Linked DNA regions of Sus scrofa: region 1 is linked to region 2. A link is a contact called in public HiChIP or PLAC-seq data. All regions are on one chromosome and are shown on one strand. Each heading gives the region's core, a stretch centred on a gene start, on an enhancer-like site or on the middle of the called end of the contact. The rest is flanking DNA. Distances are from core to core; before and after follow the strand shown.

Evidence for each region. HiChIP or PLAC-seq counts read pairs in DNA pulled down with a chosen protein or histone mark.
Region 1: a contact with region 2 is called in an H3K27ac HiChIP or PLAC-seq map of alveolar macrophages. The contact joins two enhancer-like sites. A contact is called at or near these places in 1 of 47 Hi-C or Micro-C datasets (embryonic fibroblasts) and 1 of 2 datasets of contacts at active chromatin or transcription factors (alveolar macrophages).

What each region holds. Positions count from the first base shown.
Region 1 is chr9:87,495,893-87,499,799 of Sscrofa11.1, forward strand. The region is part of intron 4 of HDAC9 (histone deacetylase 9); the gene reads left to right. Among named protein-coding and RNA genes, the nearest start is that of HDAC9, 330 kb to the left of the region's middle. Within about 2 kb of position 1,694, at least 2 of the 83 cell types and tissues checked have an H3K27ac peak or open chromatin away from gene starts, as enhancers often do. A contact at or near this core is called in alveolar macrophages, where this site is marked.
Region 2 is chr9:86,521,906-86,525,884 of Sscrofa11.1, forward strand. AHR (aryl hydrocarbon receptor) reads left to right here. Exons shown (of 11, transcript NM_001303026.1): 2 at 1,490-1,677. Among named protein-coding and RNA genes, the nearest start is that of AHR, 12 kb to the left of the region's middle. Within about 2 kb of position 2,601, at least 3 of the 83 cell types and tissues checked have an H3K27ac peak or open chromatin away from gene starts, as enhancers often do. A contact at or near this core is called in alveolar macrophages, where this site is marked.

The sequences.
Region 1 (3,907 bases), core at 444-2,943, 970 kb after region 2:
AGTCCAAGGCAGAAGGCTGCCTGATTTTCATTGCCTTAGCCTCCAAGATACTACTGGAGACTGGGAGAAGAAAAAGGTGAGAATGAGACATTTCTATTTTCAAAACATGTGGGAAAAACATTCCCCAAAAATGGGGAAAGTAGACTTAATCTCAGGTAAGGGGTGGGGATAAATGCAAAGCTGTGTATCTTTCTAAGAATGCTTAGAAAGTCCTTCTCATAGAAGGAGGTAATGAAGAAAGGGCAGAACTATAAGCCATGCTGTATATAGAATGATCCCGGTTCACCCTATTCCCTGTCTATTAGCAGAAGTAATGAATAGGGAAGGGATCATGGCAGATGCAATGATGGGAGAGGGAGTTTTATGTTTGGGAAATTGTTCCAACTGTAAGAAGCAATTGTTGATCAGTTGTGAATTAGTAAAATTCAGAAAGCTTTTCAGCCACACAAACATTTGGGCTTTGCAGTTTTTTTACTTGTTAATTTATTGTTCATAATGTCATGCAAGTGATATAAATGCAGTAATGTAAAAAATAGGTAGCTTAAAGCCATTTTAAATTTTTCTTAGAAAAATTGAGAATTCATCTTCTCTAGTCAAAGTGCCTGGGATGGAATTTTTACTCAACTGCTTGCTAGCTATTGGATCTTAGATAAGTATTTTAACCTCTTGTGCTTCAGTTTTCTCACCTATAAAATGGAAATAATAATAGCACATGGCACATGTGGTGTTAGGATCTATTATTATTATTATTATAAAATTTTGGTCTAGCCTTGAGATGTAGCCTAACTCTGATTATTCTTTTGTTATATCTTAATATTCAAACATTGAAACAAATGTAGTCCATATGTAATTACAGACAGGCAAACAAGGCACAGTGAGAAGAATTCTATAAACAGAGGCTTGTTAACATATTGTTTTATGTATTATAAGTAATAATATCTTCATTTTGACATACATAATTTTCACTATGAATATGTAAAATCATTCTCTCAAATAGAAATTTGGTAGCATTCCTAGCCATTTGGGAGAGATAGAGTTATTATTGCTAGATTAATCTCATGCAAAATATTTCTAAAAAGTCACTCATCAAGTTGAGGGGGGTATGGATGTAGATGGTAAGACTGACAATGAGTGAAGTATGAAATTTTACCCTGTTAATTTCATTTCTTATAAGCTGGCAAACTATTGCCACTGTTTATTCTCATCTATTTTCTTTTGAGGAAGCCAACTGAACATTAAGTTCTTGGGGATGTATTTCTTTAAAAAGTAGTGGTGCCATACCACGTACTGTCATTATTTAAAAACTGTGACATTCTGACAGTGTGTCAAAAAAAGTGGCTGTATGAAATTTACATGCCTAAGTTTGTAACTAAAACTAATTTGTTAGAGAATATTTTATAATTACCAAATTAAAGAACTATGTAATTAAAGTAAAATGAGCTCTGCATTTGCCTAGAAACATAATCTCTTAATGCTTTTGTTAGTTTATCTCCAATGACATTGTTTTGTAATATGTACATATATTATTTATTTCAGAAACAGTGACAGAGTAAGGTTGTTTTCCAGAGATTTGCAATCATTTGGAGAAATTCGTGAACAACTTACTATGTTGCATTTTTTTTCACATTCAGTTTAGTGATTTTTAAAAGAGGAACAGCAAAATAACCAGCTTCAAATGCCCCTCTCCTTCTCATACTTCTGTATTTTATTTATAGCAGAGGAAAACCTTTCTTCATTTCTTCCTGTCAGCTGTGCAGAGGCAGTTTTACTGAAATTGGGTAAAAGAATATCCAGAACACTTTTTAGCACTTTGAGTTAGTCTCTGGTAAATAAATTAAGATGATTATTTTTCCAGCAAAGTTGATATGGAGCTAAAAAACAGCTTATTTTTTAAAAAACGCTTCTATATAAAACTTTAAAAATTCCTTCAGTAAAGGGAATTTATTTTTATAGATTAATTTCGTGGAAGTGCAATGAATATTATTTATATTTTGGATTCTAATATTATAATACTGTAAATTCTCAGTTCCCTGATCTAGAATTTTCCTCATATGGGCACTTGCTCACTTTTTTTTTTTTAAGTTTTATTAATGTTAGCTGATTTACAATGTTGTGGTAATTTCTGCTGTACAACAAAGTGATTCAGTTATACATGTACAGTGGTCTGATAACATAAAAATGTAAGACTTTAGCAGTGTGTACATTCTGTGATTAACTTCATTACCATTGGGCAGAAAGCTTAGTAACCATACTGGAAGGGTTTCATTATTGTGTGTATTTAAAGGCACCTATTTAGGAAGTAATTGGGCATGTGCTGCTATATTCAAGAAAGATGTTGTATATTTATGAAACCATCTCTCTTTCTGAAACTTGGAGATGAAAAAATACCATCTATGTTTGTCTAGAAATTATATAGCTGTGAGTGATGGAGAAATCATTTAACCCCTCAATCTCAAGTTTTCTAATCTATAAAATGAAAACATTGTGGCCCTCTCTAGTGAGCTCACAGAGTTTCTCAAATCAGATCATGGTAAAATCAAGGTCAAATGCTTCGAAAGGTGTAAAGCATTTGCAGATATAAGGGATTATGATTTTTCCTTATTGTTTTATCTAGAGCCACACTGCAGTTACATGCCTTTATTTTATTCTGCTAAACGAGAAGAGAAATAGAAAACTATTGCATTTAAGTTAATTCAGGTTTAAGAAATTAGAAATAGAATGTGCACAAGTCTGCATCGAGATAAGGCAAGCTATATGTATAATCAACTGGATATGCGCCTTCCTATGTGTCAGGTCAAAGTGTGCTAGAGTGCCATTGCTGTTCAAAGAAAGATCTTACAACAATGTAAAAGTAATGGTAATGACCTTAGTGTGATAATTGCAACAGTAAGAAAGATATAACCTTCACTGAAGGAAGGGTTTTATCTATTTTTTTCCTGTTGTTTTCTTAGCCAAGAATTAGGCTAGGCACCTAGTAGGTTCTTATACTTGATAATGTTAGTGAATGAATAAAATTTATTATTAGATACATCTGAAACTTGTACTTGTTTCCATGTAACTCATCAAGAATTTACTCAGTATTTTTCTACTTTTATTGAGATGATCATGTATTTTTTGTCATTTATTCTGTTAATATGTTGTCTTTTATAATCGATTTTTAGATGGTAAACCAATCTAGCATTACTAGGATAAATCCCACTTGGTCAAGGTGGATAGTACATATTGATGGGTTCTGTTTAAGGAATAATGGTCTATTAATTTTCTTTTCTTATAATGTATTTGTGAGATTTTGGTATCAGGGTAATGTTTGCCTCTTATAATGCATTGAGGAGTCACTGATCTCTAATTTTCTGAAATAGTTTGTGTTATTTTCTTCTTTAAATATTTGGTAGAATTAAGTAGCTCCATCAGAATTGGAGCTTTCTTTGTGACGAGATTTTTAATTACAAATGCAAATTCTTTGATAGGTATAATATTATTCATACTACCCATTTCTTCTTGAATTTATTGGCTTGTATTTTTCAAGGAATTTTTGTCCGTTTCCTCTAAGTTTTCAAATGTATAGGCAAAAAGTTTTTGGTAATATTCTCTTATTATCCTTTGAATATCTGTAGAATTATAATGATGTCACAATTTTGATTACTGATATCGTTAGCTATTTTCTTCTCTCTTTTTTTTTAATGATCAGTCAGACTAGAAGTTTATCAGTATTATAGATCTTCTTAAATAACTAATTTTCCCTAAAGTAATTGTTTTCTATTTCATTGATTTCACTCTGATCTTCATTATTACCTTTATTCTACTTACTTTGTATTTTATTCTCTCCCCTTTTTCTAGTTTCTTAAGGTGGAAGCTGAGATAATTAATTTTAGAACTTCCTTCTTTTCTAATATATAACTTTAGTACT
Region 2 (3,979 bases), core at 1,351-3,850:
GTATTAGAGATAAAAGTTGAAATTCAGTTGATTAATTGGAGAAATGCAGTAATTAGGTGTGACTTGAATTTGATTATACATGTAATATGATTAGGGAAAAGAGCTAGATAAATAGTCACCAATTTCTATTAAGTATGCAATTATTTAAATAGTCTGGAGAAAGTATCTAGTGGAAAGTATGCCACTTTACCAATTTATTACTCTTATTTTTTTGCAGGAATAACATGAGGTATAATAGAAAAAATAGAAACAGACAAGTTCTGAAGAAATTACTGGTTAGGGACAGTAAAAAATGTGTTAAATTTTCACATTACTTTCTATAATTTCTTTGTATAAAGCATTACTTCTTCATGTTGGCTCATACCATTAAAAGCATAAATTATCTAGAAATGTTTTGATTGAATCAACTTAACAGCATTATACTCAAGCCAGTTTATACTTTTTAAGATACTGTAATTTAATTTGAATTGTCACAGATGTGTTTGTCTTCTCAATAAAACTGGAGGAAAAAAGTCTTTGTCAAAAGAATTCTCTGAATAATTATTTTTCTGGCAAATGGGAGGGTGTAGTAACATGATCTAAAAATTATGTTGTTTGGTTTTTAATATCCTCTCTATTTATATTCACTTTAATGAATTTCTGTTATGAAATCCTGGCTAAGGCCTTTGTAATGAAGTTCAATTTCTTATTTCTGAACTCAAGTTCTACTCCTAACCATAAATATCTTTTCACTCAGATGAAAATTGTGCTGAATGTTGGGATTATATTGAATTTTTTAATTGAGTCACAAACTATGATAACTAATAATTAAGTCAGATTACCCACCAGTTACAAAAGCAAAATTTATCATTAATCACAGTTAGCCTCTAAGATTTGTCACCCAACAAATATCAGTAACTAAAGTCAAATATTTTCTTGCCTTAATGTTGGATTTGCCCATTAGATGGCTGGAGGACCTTGCAGAGGGGCTGGACCAGGTTTGAGATGTTTTCACTGACAGGATGAAAGTATTAAATATTGGAAGCTAAGCATCATGAAGATAAGTTTTTATTTAGGGTTGCTCCTATTTATAGCAAAAGTGACTTTTCCAAGATGATTCTTGTGGAAGATAGCAAAGGAAGCTTAATTTTCACATAACTTCTTGCAGTTTTCTTTTTTCCCCTGTAACAATGGCTGTGAGAGGTAGAAAATCCTAGTAGATTTTTTCATGGAAATCATATACAATAAATATATAAGGTGTATAAGATGTACTCAGCATTTTCCTGTGATGGGTTCATAAGTTTTTAATAAAACATGAAGGAGTTTACCCATTCCTTTGTTTTTCTTAATTAAGGTATTCAAGAAGCATTTTGAAAGGATTTATATGAACTTGAAGTAGATTTTAGATGTTTGTTTTGTTAAAAAAATATTCGAGGAGATTTTATAATGCAATAGAAATTTTTGCTTTATAGATTTTAATGCATTTTATGGTGCTTTGTTTGTTTTTCAGTGTCAAGCCAATCCCAGCTGAAGGAATCAAGTCAAATCCTTCAAAGCGGCATAGAGACCGACTTAATACAGAATTGGACCGCTTGGCCAGCCTGTTGCCTTTTCCACAAGATGTTATTAATAAGCTGGACAAACTCTCAGTTCTTAGGCTCAGTGTCAGTTATCTAAGAGCCAAGAGCTTCTTTGATGGTAAGACAGAAGGGTTTAATTTTTCTGTAATCACTTACAAAATATTTAGGTTGAGTATGGCTGTTTCTGTTTCTCTGTTGAAAACTGCAAAAAAAAAAAAAAAAAATCATAATGTGAAAGGTTTTGCCTGTTGCTGTATGGTAAAACTTAAATAGCAAAGCCAAAACTTGAATGTTTCTAAAAATCAGTTTTCCAGATTGATTTATCAGATGCTGCCACTTAAGTGACATGTAGTGTCATCTTTTGACAGTCATAACACTCAATTAAGTGTGACACTTTTCCAGTACTTCTCTTTCCAACTCATTTTTTTGAAGTCTTTTAACTACTAAGCTATATTTTACTGGGTTTCATTCAGCATGTTTCATATATACATCATTTTTATTTATCCTTTCAAAATGATCTATACTTATACTGTGTTATATTAACTGTGTTTTGCTCCAGGAAAATGTAGTTTAAATTTTTTTTTTCCCCACTGGAGAAATTAGAGTCAGTAGAATTGGATTTCAGTCTCCATTGTGCTGCTGACAAGCTATCTGTCTTGAGCCTCTAGGCTTCCCTGTACCTCAGTTTACTCAGCTGTAAAGCTAGGGATTTGAATTAAGTGATATTTACCTTCTAATCACCTGGTATTTCAGAGTCATAAAATATTATAAATGGAAGTTTTTGTTTGACAGTGATGTTTCATTGTGTCTTCTCATGTAAAACAATTCTGTTTCTCCTTTTGTCTGTTTATATGTCAGAAATATAATTTTTAGGAACTGTTGAGTATTTTCAATATATCATGTTATTTTACAAACAGATAGTAAAGCATTGACAATAAAATCTCAGTGGCTTATGCCACTGCTACTTCAAGTCTAACATGCTCACAAATCACGTAGGGCTTCTGATGAGATGAAATCTTACTTAGTCGGTTTCAGCGTAGCATAGATTTTGCACTTCTCACTCGATGTCAGATGATGCTGATACTGCTGCCCTTGACACATTTACAGATACTTGAGTTTGCAGTTTGTGTTTAAAATATTGCAAAACACTTATTTCCCTTTGGGTTTATGTTTGGATGGTTTGCTATGTTTAGTCTGGACATCTTTTTATTTGTTGGTTTGTTTGCTTGCTGTATGTTCTTCATTTTGGATAAAAGCTATAATTTAACCATTGTGATCTGGGCAGTATACACTGATTTGAGGATAATAATTTTAGGGAAAATTATGTATTCGGAGATTCATAGTAGACACTTAAATTTTCTCTATTCTGTCTATAAAAATACTTCAAATTTTCAATTTTCATGTATACCAGACTCCTCATCTTTGAGGTGGGTTGTGTGATGCTCAGCGGTGTATGTGTGTGTGTGTGTGTGTGTGTCTGTGTGTTTCAGTTATATAGTCATTTTTATGATAAAGCTGGAACTAGAACCTGGTTTCCAGATTTCCTATATGACTTTTGCTGACCATATCTCAATTGTTTCTCTTTTCTAGGAATCATTTATATAGAAGAATCGTAAGGACTTTTTCCTAGATTTGTGATTCTCAAAGTGTAGTCCCCAGACAAGCAGCATTCATGTCCCATAGGCATTTGTTAGAAATGTCAGATCTTAGGCCCAGCCTAGACCAACAAAATCAAACTCTGATGCTTTGTCAAGTTTGGGAGCCCCCGTCATAGACCGTAACCTCAAGGTCACTCCCAGCTTCTTGGGATGCAGTCCTGATGTTCAGTATTTATTTACATGCTGTGCTGACTGTTTGACCTTGGGGTGGGAGGGTGCTTCCATAACATGTAAGATGCGGCCTCTGCCCTTAAAGGGTTTCTAGTCTAGAAGTCAGGGAGGCATGGTAAAGATGTATTGACATAAGTCATTTTGCCTTTTCATTTCCTGCTCCTTAATAATGGGAAACCAAATTATTATATATTAAAAAGAAAAAAAAATGTACATGTTGTTCCCTGTTTAGAGGCAGTGGAGCAGAACTGAGGCTGCTTGGAGAGTGCTGTTTAAATACTAACATACTTTCTGCTCTTTAGGTGTCTGTGTGTGTGTGTGTGTGTGTGTGTGTGTGTGTGTATACCATTATATTTAATATAAAAAGCTATATATGCATATTTTTATGATTAGTTTTGTATCCTGTTTAATACCTTGAGTAAAAGTGATTCCAAAGTCTAATTGATAAAGAATGCCGTAGTTTAGCAGGGCTCATTATGGAGTTCTTGCATGTTAAGTATTTTATTAGCTCTTTATCAGGGAGTTTATTTTTTATTCTGGTTTAGTGTATTTGACAGTAGAATCTTATTACTCTATTTGTGTCATTCCTTC